Linked DNA regions of Sus scrofa: region 2 is linked to region 1. The links are chromatin contacts, called in public Hi-C maps. All regions are on one chromosome and are shown on one strand. Each heading gives the region's core, a stretch centred on a gene start, on an enhancer-like site or on the middle of the called end of the contact. The rest is flanking DNA. Distances are from core to core; before and after follow the strand shown. Region 1 holds the start of TAF1D (TATA box-binding protein-associated factor RNA polymerase I subunit D). Region 2 holds the start of ANKRD49 (ankyrin repeat domain-containing protein 49).

Region 1 (6,628 bases), core at 1,914-4,413:
TCACAGTGCACCAAGCATCAACAGCTGCTGCTCTGGAAATCAAAGAATTCAGTTATATAAAGCGGGCAAAAGGGCATTTAGGTGTCTGCCTCATAGAAAGGCAACCACAGCTTCTAGTGTTTAATATTTCAAGGGAGAAATGCCTTTACCACTGAGCCACGATGGAAATGCCCTCAAAAATATTTTTGAATTGAAATAGCTATAATTGTTCAGGAATGAGCCATTTTAACTTTTTCTTTTGAAATAATTGCAGATGGACAGTAAATACATACAAATAATTCCTCTATATTCTTCATTCATATTTTCCAAATGTTAACAATTTATATTTCCTTTATCAGAAACCAGGAAGTACTAATTAAGAACATGTCAAAATCTGCTCAGTAAATACCATGTTTATTTAAAATGAGGATAATAAAAGCACTCTAGACATTTCTACTTAAAGTAGGAATAATAAAGGCTCAAGTTTAAATTAAATACAGTCCTAATTTTACACCCTTTACAAGCTTTCAAAGAATGTCAGGATTTTATTTTCTTTCCTCATCAAAATAGAAATGAATTCCAATCCTGGGAGGCTACAATCTGAATAACTGGTTTAGAAATGCAAGCTCACAACCCAGAAAGCACCCAGCCACAGAAGACAGAGATGTAGTGTGTGTATAAGTGTGTTTCTGTGTGAGTGGGAGGTAGGAGGAGGAAGTTGGAGTTGGAGTGATGAAAGAAAGGGGTTAGAAAAGTCTTAATATAAACCCAGAGTGGCTCCGGAAGGACAGCTTTGGGCCACATGGAGGCAAACAATATTTTGTAGATTCCGTAGCTGGGACTCAGTGGTCTAGAAGCAGGGTCTAGAGAAGGGAAGAAAGAAAATAGGAGGCAGTTGGAAAAACGAAGCTGCAGAGACAATGCCTATGGGGCAGACCAACAATGACAACCAAACTGAGAACTATTTATTAACTGTATTCAATAAACCAGACACTACGTTAGACACTTTACACTCTCTCAAGACCTCTCACAACAAGGTATTATCCTTCTCATTTTACAAGAGGAAATAGGCCAGAGAGAATATATTATTTACTTCAGATCACTCAGCTATTAAGTGGCAGAAACAGAATTCAAAACCACCTCTAGTCCGGTGTAAAGTCAGAACCAACACATTATGCCATATCATGAACTGATAAAGGAAAGACACATTGCAGCTCACCATGAGGGAGAATTGTACAGAAGGATCCTATAGCACTCAGTATAACTGTCATCATCTGTTTGCTTTGTTTCCTTCCCTTAGACTACGATTTCTTTGAAGATAGGACTGGATACCAGCTCAGCCTTAATTTTTTTTATTGAGCATTTACAATATTCCACACGCAGCAGGTTCTAGGACAGGGCTGGCTTCATGCATGTGCAACTCCTATAGTCACACAGGACCATGTGCTCAGAGTAGCACTTGGTTTATGCTCTGTTGTCACCATCTTTCAATTCCTAACTTTACATTTGAACCCTTTAAGATGGAAAGGACCGTGGAGTATGTGCAATGCTTCTGCAGATGACTCAAACATTCTGATGTCTGTATTTAAAGCTAGCATTGGACAATATAAAGAGTGGTAAAACTCATGCTATTGATTCAAATGTTTAATTTTTCTTTACCTAGAATGACAATAAATAGCAAATTAATGCTATTAATTAAAACACCATGACAAGTCAAAAGAGATGCTACAGAAGAAAGGGGACAGCTTGTACTTCAGTAACTTTAACGGCATTTTCCCCCAGATTTTTGAACAAGACCCTGCATTTTCTTTCTTTCTTAAAATTTTATGGAGTTCCTGTTGTGGTGCAGTGGAAATGAACCCGACTAGTATCCATGAGGACTCAGGTTTTGATCCCTGGCCTCACTCAGTGGGTTGGGGATCCAGCAGATGTGGCTTGGATCCCATGTTGCTGCAGCTGTGGTGTAGGCTGGCAGCTGTAGCTCTGATTGGATCCCTAGCTTGGGAACTTACATATGCTGCACCTGCAGCCCTAAAAAACATAAATAAAATAGAATAAAATTTTATTGGGGTATATGTGATTTACCATGTTTATTAGCTTCAGGTTTACAGCAAAGTGAATCAGTTATGCATATAAAATACATGCATTTTCATTTTGTACTGAGCTTCACAAACTGCATATGCAGGCCTGCCTAGGAATATAGCAGTGACTAAGACATGTGATACCTGTCCTGGAGCTGACAGTACTTCATAATGCCTAGAAAACCAGACTTTCTGCGCCTGGAATTTAGAACAACATTTAGAGAAAAATTGAGTAAAGAAACCTGATTACCTTCCAGGTCTGTCCTATCCCGAGATGACACTAACCACAAATTAACACGAGACAGCTTTCCTGGTTTTATTATATGATACAAGAGGTCTGAAAGTAGACAAATCAGGACAGCTCATTCCTTTTTTGTAACTACTTCGGGGGAAAAAATTGCCACCAAAACTAAACTAGTTTAACTTCTACCTTAACACTCATTTACCGCTCAGGGAACTAAGAGGGCTAAAAAGAAAAAAAAAAAAGGCCCCCGCTGGCATCTCTTGCGATGTGTTAACCACCTCCTGGGAGGCTGACCCTTAGTTCCAAAAGAAAGACTGAGTTAACAAAACAAGTCCGAAGGTGGAGAGGGAACTGAGTGCGTAACTGGATAACAATGGCTTCTAGTACAAAGGTTACACATTTCGATTCTCAGTCACAGCATGATCCTCTCACAATTTTACACAGAAGAGATTTTTGAAGGCAAAAGTAGACACACACACAAACACACACACCCGGAATCAGACTTTGGAAAGTCGGAGGACAGCTCAGCAAAGGGAGACCACTGGAGTCAAAGCAGGAGAAGTGGCTCTTCCTCGCAGTTCACATTCATTCCGTTCCCCTGCCCCCACAATTTCTTTTTCATAGTTTGCCCAAACGTTCTTGACTATTCCATTTACCTTACCGGTTCAGGACGCGTACACCAGAAGCCTGGCCTGGCCTCAGTCAAGTCCGCCTCCCCTGGGTTAAAAAGCTCAGGTCCCGCCCACTCTAAATCGCCCCGCCCCTCGCGGCAGCCAATATGGAGCGCCGCGTCTGGTTTTCTCCTATCTCTCTGTTATTTCCTGCAGTCAAATTGTTATCGCGAGACTTCGGGGCCACTATTAGCTGGGACGCGGGACTAGCCCAGCCTTTTCTTCCGCGCGTTTGTGGAGGTTGGGTGTTTTCTGGGCCTGCGCGCCCAACGCGGGTTTCTGAGGCCGGGGCTGCAACCGAGGACGCCAACGGAGACCCGTGCGCAGAGCGGGCACAGGTTGGTATAAGCCGTCCGCGGTCTGGACGGATAGGAAAGAGGACTTGGGCGCCGGGGCCTTGTGGGCGAAGGAGGGGGAGGGCCTGGCGCTTTTCACTTTTCCCGGGACGCCTGCGCGGCTCAGCGGGAGCGGAGGGCTCGCGGTGATTGTGGGCTCTGCTCTGGGCGGCAGGACTCACAGGTACAGGCTAAGCGCGTGGGCCGTTATCGGAGTTGTGGGTGTTGAAGTGCAAGTGTATTGAAGCGAGTGCACGTTTTCTCAATTAGTGGTGGTTAAGTGCGAGGTAACCGTTACCGACGCCATTTTCCTTGCACGAGGTTAGGCACTTCTGGAGACATTCGCCCCAAGGTCGCACTAAGTAAGAGTTGAAGGGATTTTGTTAAAGCTGCTAAAGAGCACTGCCTGGCTCCGTGGCCCCTTGTTGCAGAATCCCGGAACAGGAAGCGATAGGAATGCTTTCTAGTTCCCGAAAGTTTTTTTTTCTTATTTTTATCCCCACACCCGCAGCATATGGAAGTTCCCAGGCTAGAGGTTGAACCGGAGCTACAGCTGCCGGCCTACACTACAGCCATGCAGAATCCGATTTGGATCTGTGACCCAAGCAGCTTGCAGCAACGCGGGATCGTTGAGTGAGGCCAGGGATTGAACCCGCATCCTCACGGAGACAGCGTCCCGTCCTTAACCCACTGAGCCACAATAGAAACTCTTGAAAAACATTTTTGAGTTAAGCTTACTTAATTTTGATAGTGTGCTCTGTAATTATTTTAAACTTAATGTCAGGTATTCCATCATTGCCATTGGATCCAGTTTTTGTTGAATTTCTTTTTTAGGCTGTTTTCATGATTTATTTCTTAGGTTAACGCAGTTTTGAAAACTGCAATAAAACACTATGAAATTATCACACGAGTCCATGAGACATTGTGAATTTAAGATCTAGGTGATCTTATTGATTTCTTAGATTTCAAATACTGCTGCTGAAGGATTTCTTTCATCATTACTCATGTGTCATTACTAAGAATGTTAGACTAAGAACACCACAAAAAAATGAAGAATGATGACATCCTCATAAGGAAATGAAACAGAACAAAATAAGACATCTTTAATACTTTTCCCAAACTACTGTAAAATCTTCCAAGGAGATTTTTTTTTAAAGGAGACAAAGGGCACCATTTATTGTAGTCTGTACATTGAAAAGTGAGAATTCAGAACTTTGGGTTAACACCCATAGTAGCAAAGAAGTAATTTATCAAGGAAGGGGTTTCACAGTAACTTAAAATCTAGTGAGGGAAAGAGGCCATAAATGAAAATTGCAGACCTGAAGGTTAGGTTTAGGTAAGTCCAAATAATTTTTCTGGGTATACTGAGGCCAAAGGCTGCCTTTGTGGGACTTAATCTTTGTTATGCAAGAGATTTCTTGGTTCCCACCACTGTTGGCAAATGGCTTTTTGGCCATTAATTGAACATTACTATTTGTAACTACATGACTGTATGGCTAAGGGTAAAAATTACATTTTTACTGTTAGGGAAAAGAAGTTTGACACTCCTGTAGGAAATCTGGAATCTTGTTCTATAGGATGGATTAAGTAGGCACAACTGAAAGAACCCATGAATAAAATCTTTAGATGTTAGAATTAGACAGTTGTATATGAGAATATTAAAGGCCTTACATTCATTTTTGTCTTAATTTTCGTAATTGACTACATCAATATCTGCATTACTCTGATCCTAGCTGTTTTGTTGGCATTTATTTGTTCAGGGAAACTACATCACATCTACCAGATTTCATATGGTCAGAAGTCTGTTTAAAGCAAAGGACAAGTGACAATTTTGAGAGGAGCTTGAAGACTATATATCAAGATGGATTCTCACAATTGTACAACAGTTTCTGATTCAGCTTTGGAAATTGAGAATCAAAGGTAAGTGTTTTTCTAAAAAAATGTCTACATAAAAAATATGCACAACTGTGAGTTAAGTTTTATTTGGGGCAAAATGAGGATTTAAGTCTAGGAGGCAGCATCTCAAGTAACCCAGAGAGAACTCTTGCAGGGTGACAAGGGGAGGGTCCTGTAACGAAGGGCAGATAACCTCAAGTTAAGGAATTCAGCACATGTCTTTGTATGAGAAGATGCCAAGGTCTGGGTTCACTGAAATAACGTCTTTGATGTGCACCTCAGCTGTCTCTAGCCAGTATCCCCTGTTTTTCCATCCTGAGTTTCCTCAGGGCTCACTATATGGTGTGGCTGCTGGCTGGCAGGTGTTTCTTGCCTGTGTTCGCTCAGGGCTCACCAGCTCACCATCGGAGGTGGCTGAAATCACTGATGACTGACATCCTTTGCTTACTGATAGAGCAGGCAGTGTTTTTATTTCTCAGTTAACTACCACCAGGTTTTCCTGGGAACAGACTAGGTGATAATGTTTACTGTATTGGAATTGCTGTGATAGCATGCATCATTGTAGATAATGAATAGTTTGTAAGGTAATTTTTAAGAATTGGAAAAAAAGGAAAACCCAGTTTCCACAGACTTTCGCTTTAACTACTTTGGAATAGTGGGACGTGTTTGTAACCCAGGGAATCAAATCAGGAGTGTATTCTCTGGGCCAAATTGGTATTTTCCTGACTAAATCATTCTGTTGTGTAACAAGAGAATGGATATTCTGATATTTCACATTATTAAGGATGCTGGTTTATGTATGATGGAGATAACCAGTTACCTAATCCATTGATCTCACTGGGAAATCAAATCAGCATTTCTAGTATATTCACATCAGGTATCTACTAGGGCTACTCTTTTTACTTAGAGGAGACTTTGTCTTATTTAGTGGAGGCTCTAGCAGTCAACAAGGCTGCCTTTGGAACTTAGAAGATCATTTTTTGGTAAGTGCTTGGCATTATGCCACATGGCATGGGCCATTTGAGGTAGAGTGGTCAGAATTAAGTGGTTGGCTGCTACTGAGACCATTTTTTCATCTGGAGTATGTTTTCCTGCTTTGATTTGTAAAAATACTCATAATAAGCATTGGTAATATATGAGTGCAATTCCCCCCCGCCCTTTTGAGGGGGGGAGTTCCCCGGTGTTCCCTTATCTTAGCAGGTAAAGATCTGGTCCTTGGCACTGGAACTTTTGTGCATGCTGCAGGTACAACCCCAAAAAAACTTTTCCTTTTTTTTTTTTCCCCTAGTGACAGCTCTTCCTCTGGAAGCAGCTTATTTAAAACTCAGTGTGTTCCTAATCCACCTAATCCACCTAAACAGAGGCAAAGAAACCCTATTAGAAAATATATTTACTCACCTGTAAGTATTGATACAGAAGATT
Region 2 (6,102 bases), core at 709-3,208, 470 kb before region 1:
GAGGATGTGAGTTCCATCCCTGGACTCGCTCAGTGGGTTATGAATCTGGTGTTGCTACAAGCTATGGTGTAGGTTTTAGATGAGGTTCAGATCCTGGTTGCTATGGCTATGCTGTAGGCTGGCAGTTGCAGCTCTGATTTAACCCCTAGCCTGGGAACTTCCATATGCTGCAGGTGCGGCCTTGGAAAAAAAAGAAAGAAAAAAGAAAAAAAAAAAAAGAGAGAGAGAGACAAAGAAAGAGAGAAATACTTGCAAAATTAAACTGAATTAAAGCCCTATCACTTGATTTTACTTGAAATTAGTTCTGAGAAGCTCAAGAGTTAGGCATACCACTAACACAATGATTTCTTCCTACCTAATTTCACAAATTTTAGTTGATACAATCTTAAATGCATCATTACATTTTACACTTTATTACTAGTGCCAAGAGCAGTAAACTCAAGTTTAAATCTATCACATATGATCAGTACCTTCTCTGGACTTACTTCTTTGTTGCACAATATAAGAATTTTACTAAAGGATTTCCAAAAACTGTCCAGGTTTCAGAGTCAACAGAGAGACCCTGTCAGAAAGGCTTTATGTTCTAATAATCTCACTTTTTCCTTTTTTCTCAAATTATTCTCTGAAACTTACGACATAAAAGATCATACATCTACTCATTAAACACTAAATAAATACCAGTAAATAATGTTAAGTTCACTTGTTAATTATATCAATTATAGTAATATTATAGCACAAATTTTAAGGCCCCCCCCTCCTTTTTATGAAAACTCTCGGAGTTCCCATTGTGGCTTAGTGGCAATGAACCCTACCAGTATCCAAGAGGATTCAGGTTTGATCCCTGGCCTTGCTCAGTGGGTTAAAGATCCTGCATTGCTGTGAGCTGTGGTGTAGGTCGCAGACATGGTTTGGATCTGGTGTTGTTGTGCATAGGGTGGCAGCTGCAGTTCCAATTTGACCTGGGAACCTCCATATGCCACAGGTGTTGCCCCCCCCAAAAAAAACCCCAAAACTACAGAACACTGTAAATCAAATATAAAGAAAAAATAAAAATCATTAAAAAAATAAAATAAATCCAGTACTTTAAAAAAAAAAGCTCCTTATAATTTGAATTTACTGTTCCAGATAAAATTAATTACATATAAAGATTCTGTAGCGGATTTAAAAAGTTAAACCGAGATGCATATTCCTGATTCAGGATTTAAAGAGTCCATCAAGACTCCTATTTGATGATACCCCACCAGGAAGAAACAGTCTATGTTTTGCTAAAGATCACATTCCATAGAGATCTAAACTATATCAACTCCTCACAAACAACCCAGTGACAGGGGTGGGGGGTGTGTAAACCCCATTTTACAGGTGAAGGCACTGAGGTTCAGATAGATTAAACAACTTTCAATGAAACTGAAAGTCCATATTTTCTAATTCAAAAGTTTCACATTATTTTTTACTGCACCCTGTTTTACTGCCGTCTGCACAAAGCAACATAGATGTGCTGAACCAAGGATCCAGGGAGACAGTAAGAGGACGCAGGGAAAGGCCTGCAAACTAGAGTCCGAATGCTCAATCTCGGGAGTGGGAGTGAGGCTAGAAGGCCACCAGTCCCCGCCGGTCACTTCACTGGCCAGGAAGTCGAGTCTGCGGCCTTCCAAACTGCTAAGGACAAGGAAGCCGCTCCTGCTCTACCTAGGACCCATGCGGCGGCCCTATTTACAGGGCTCCGCAGGGGTCGACAGGTGACCCGCCCCTTTGAGCCCAAGAATTCTTAGGTGGCGCCAAGCAAGCTGGAAGCGGACCCCGGATAAGAAAGAGCTACCTACCTTGCGGGAGGGGGAAATCGCCGCCGGGAACTTCGCTTCCGGGGTTCGTCCCCTCGGCTACTCAGGATTGGCTCTTCTAAGAGGGCGGGGCGTCGCCGCTACTTTCCCTGCGACCTCACAGCATCCTCAACCAATGAGAAGAATTAAAGTACTACGTCATCAATGAAGTCTCGCGAGAAAAAGCTGCTGTTTCTCTCCCGCCTAATTCAGGTCTTTGGCCAAACCTATACTGAGAGACCAGCTCGGGCTGTACCGTTACCTTTTTTCTCGCGGATCTCCCTCCTTCTTCCCGGGTAAAACACAACTTCGGGTCCCCAGGGTGGGGCTTTGGAGAGTCCCGGTGTGGGGTAATTTAGGAGTCGTTTCTTGTATCCCGGGCTCGGAGAGGATTGACCCTGTGGCAAGAATGGGCGGAGAAGGCTGGGGAGGAGCCTTGGAGGTTGGCGCGTTCTGGTTTCCGATAGTCCAGTGGTGAGGGCTTGTTGAGGCTTGGAATTCCCACCGTTCCGCGGTGGCTGCGCTCCTCCCGCAAAAGCCTGGCCCTTTTTCTTAAGCTGCTGACACTTGATGTTGTCTCTCCGCAGACCACGTGTTTCTGTTTATTTACACCAGCTTTAAACACTGGGCCCTTCTCTTATCAAAACAAGCCCATTTCTTTAAAAACAGTTCTGTGTTTAAGCAGGAAATACCGGCGTCACTTCCCTGCTTCATAGTAGCCTGTCTATGCAACTTAAACTTTGCGGCACATGGAGAGTTGTTGATGTATTAAAACAGAACTGGGTGTGACCCTTATTGCCCATTCATTTAACAGAAGTTAGCTTCCCACAGGGCATGGTGAAGGGAAATAGGAGAGGAGCTGAAACATAGTGGTCAAACTAGAATGGCACTGGAGACACTATTTTCTGTTCTTAAAAAAGTATAGTAGGTGCTTAGATGAAAATGAGACTTCCAAAATTACCAGTCTGCTTTTTAAAAATGTGTTTTAAATAATATAATTTTGTTTTAGGATTTGGAATCGAGTGAGTTTTCTGACACATTTGATCGCAGGACCCAGGGGTACTTGGAGAGAAAACTGATCCGGGAGGAGCTGGACTGACCGCAGAAATGAGTCCTGCAGATACCCTGTAAGCTCCTGTCTTCCAGAATCTCTGTTGCTTTGGGTTTCTACATCCCATCAACTATGATCATCATAAAAGAAAACTTATGTAATAAATTACGAGTAAATCAAAAGCTTGCCTATGAACAGAAGTGTTAGTCATCAAAAAGGATGTTTGGAATGTCAGTAAATATCATACTGTATGGTTTTTGACAAAAGATAATATGTAGCTATAGTGGGGGTCTTGCGGTAGATTGGCATATTGTTATATGTTTATATTCTTGGTTTTTGGTAAAATATTGAAGCTATAAATGTTTTTTATCTTTTTTTTTTCTTTTTCTTTTTAAAGGGCTGCACACACAGCATATAGAGTTTCCCAAGTGGGGGTCAATCCAAGTTGTAGCTGCAGTTCCTACACCACAGCAAGGCCAGATCCAAGCTGCATCAGCAACCTGCACCACAGCTCAGGGTCACGGGATCCTTTACCCACTGAGCAAGGCCAGGAATTGAACCCACATCCTCATGGATACTAGTCGGATTCATTAACCGCTGAGCCATGACAGGAACTCCTATAAATTTTTTAATAACTAAGTCTTACTAGCTAATGCAAGTCGGTTTAAGCAGATTTTTAGGGGAGGAAAGTGCTTTAGTACTGAGTATATTGGAAATGAGTCTGACTAAAATGAAAATAAATAAAAGGACTAGAAAAAGTTATGTAGAAAAAGCGTAAACGTAGGTAGAGTCTTTCACCTTGGTTTTAACTTTTGATTAACACCATGTGACCTTGGGCAGATTAGCAAGTCTGTGAACCTTGCCTCAATTTCTTCATTTGTATAATTGGATTCGTTTCTGCTGCATCACCACGGGAGCTCCTCATTTTTGGAGTGTTTGAAGAGAAATCTTTTCTGGAAAATTTTCTTGTGTTTAAAGGTTTGAATTTTGGAGATAGAGATAAAGTTTTGTTTGTTTGTTTTTTGTTTTTTCTTTAAGTTCATATGGTTGAGAGAAAACAGCCTGAGTTTTAATCTTGGGTTTTAGTCCTGTTTCTGCCGTTTTGTTTCATGATAAGTCAGTTAATTTCTCTGTATTTAGCCTTCCGGTTTCTCAGAAATAATAATACTTAACCTGTTTACATGTGGGAATTGAGATCAGTGATAGCAAAATATTTTAAAGAAAGTTAAAAGTTACATTAAATGTAAGAGTATTAATAACTATTACATTGCTGCTTCACATGAAAGTACTTTTGAACACTGCCAAATTTAAATGGAATTGTAAAACTGTTTTGTTACTTGGCCAAATTTGTTAATGAAAAACTAAAGTTATATGAAGGGTAGAGCCTAGCAAGCCTCTTCGGGGGCCTGGATGTAAGTTGCTAGTTTATTAGGATAAAACCTACTTATAAAGTAAGTTGAGGAGTTCCACTATGGCTCAGTGGGCTAAGTGTCCAGTGTTGTTACTGCTGTGGCTTGAGTTTGATCCCTGGCCCAGGAACTTATGCGTGCCATGGGTGAGCCCCACCCCCCAAAAAAAGTAAGAAGAAAGGCTTTTATTTATTTATTTATTTATTTATTTATTTTTACAGCTGCATCTGTGGCATGTGGACGTTCCCAGGCCAGGGCTTGAATCTGAGCCACAGCTACCACCTATGCCTGCAGCTGCAGCAACACTGGACCCTTTAATCCACTGCACTGGGCCAGGGACTGAACCCACACTCCACAGCTCCTCTAGCCGCTGCAGTCAGATTCTAACCTATTTCACCATAGCGGGAACTCATAGAAGACCTTTTAAAATTAAACTGTTAACTCTAATTTCTTAGAAAAGTGCAAAGCAGATAAACAACAAGTTTAGATACTGGGGTCAAATCTTCTTGATTGTTTGGAACAGAATAGGAGAACAACCAAGCTTTCTGATCCAGGTTACGTGTAAGTGTATAAAACCGGTTGTAACGAGGTTGTAGATTTTTGAAGCAGTTACAGAACCTTTGAAAAATGTATATACATTTTTTCTGTATTATATTAGTGTTAGGAAAACTATGACATGAATAATCTATTGAAAGCTTCAAATTTTCAGACCTAGTTTAAGGCTGAACAGATGATTTTACTCCATAACTGCTGTTATTTTATAGGTTTAGGTTTCAATTTGCTTGAACATCTTTTAATGAATTACATTGAAGTGTTTCTTCCTTTTTAATACAGTGATGATGAAAATACATTTAAAATCTTAGTTGCCACGGATATTCATCTCGGATTTATGGAAAAAGATGCAATCAGAGGAAATGATACGTTTGCTACACTTGATGAAATTTTAGGACTTGCCCAGGAAAACGATGTGAGTTTGGTTTGCATTTTTGTAGTTTCTACCAAGTTCCCTTACGCAACACGCTCTTTTTCTTCCTAACATTAGAGATGTGTTGTTTAGACCCGTGTGCTCACCTTGCCAGCTTAAATATCAGTATACGTGAAAGCCCCAAGCAGATTCTGTGTGCTTTTTTTCTCTTCTGTCAGGTAGGAGTACTTTTGTAAATAGTCTGTAAAAATTTTTTAAATATTTGTGGAGTGTTTACTTGAGTACAGCGCCCTGTGGCAGCTTTTATTTCAAACGAACATCATCAGAAACTACGACAATCACAGTTTCTGCTCTCAAAGAACATACAGCCAGTCAGTATCCGAGATAAGACAAATGTCCACAATGCTCGTGCAAGGTTGTGTGTGATAAGAGCCTTAAGAAAACAATACACAGCACTTCCTGCAAGTTTAAAGGTAGAGGAGATGGCATTTGGCCGAGGACAGCAAGATGAGATTAATGGAGGAAGCGGCATTTAGCTTGGGCTTGCAGGGGTGGCAGGCATACAGGCGCGCACATCTCCCGAGAAGCAGGAGGAAGGGCACGGAGGTGAGACAGTAGGTACGTCGACTCTGTGTGCCTCACTCATAGGTCCCATGTTAGAAAACATGCTGAAAGACCAGACATGTGGTTTGAGCTGCATCAGTGGCTTCAAATGCCAGATTGGGGAGTTTGTACCCAATTTAATAAAAAGTCTTCGGGCAACAGAGTATAGCACGAAAGCAAGGTGAGTTTGAGGCTTTTTAAAAGTGCTGGTGTGGAATGGAAAAGAGGAAGCTTCTCTGGCCACTGTGGGGGCAAAAATCTTTTCCCTTCTAGGTTCTTTGGCTGGTCTGATAATTC

The links. Hi-C and Micro-C count contacts between places; a contact is called where the count stands out from the background.
Region 2: a Hi-C map of alveolar macrophages shows a contact between it and region 1, with 3 times the contacts expected there. The contact joins the promoter of ANKRD49 here to the promoter of TAF1D in region 1. A contact is called at or near these places in 1 of 47 Hi-C or Micro-C datasets (alveolar macrophages) and 1 of 2 datasets of contacts at active chromatin or transcription factors (alveolar macrophages).

What each region holds. Positions count from the first base shown.
Region 1 is chr9:26,163,817-26,170,444 of Sscrofa11.1, reverse strand. It overlaps TAF1D (TATA box-binding protein-associated factor RNA polymerase I subunit D), which reads left to right and starts at 3,163. Exons shown (of 10, transcript XM_021062677.1): 1 at 3,163-3,313; 2 at 5,071-5,230; 3 at 6,495-6,628. The coding sequence starts at 5,172. It overlaps C9H11orf54 (chromosome 9 open reading frame, human C11orf54), which reads right to left and starts at 3,003. Exons shown (of 9, transcript NM_001244696.1): 1 at 2,961-3,003; 2 at 1-27.
Region 2 is chr9:26,630,472-26,636,573 of Sscrofa11.1, reverse strand. It overlaps ANKRD49 (ankyrin repeat domain-containing protein 49), which reads right to left and starts at 1,958. Exons shown (of 3, transcript XM_003129790.4): 1 at 1,821-1,958. MRE11 (double-strand break repair protein MRE11) reads left to right here and starts at 1,978. Exons shown (of 21, transcript XM_003129788.5): 1 at 1,978-2,113; 2 at 2,827-2,944; 3 at 5,112-5,244. The coding sequence starts at 2,925.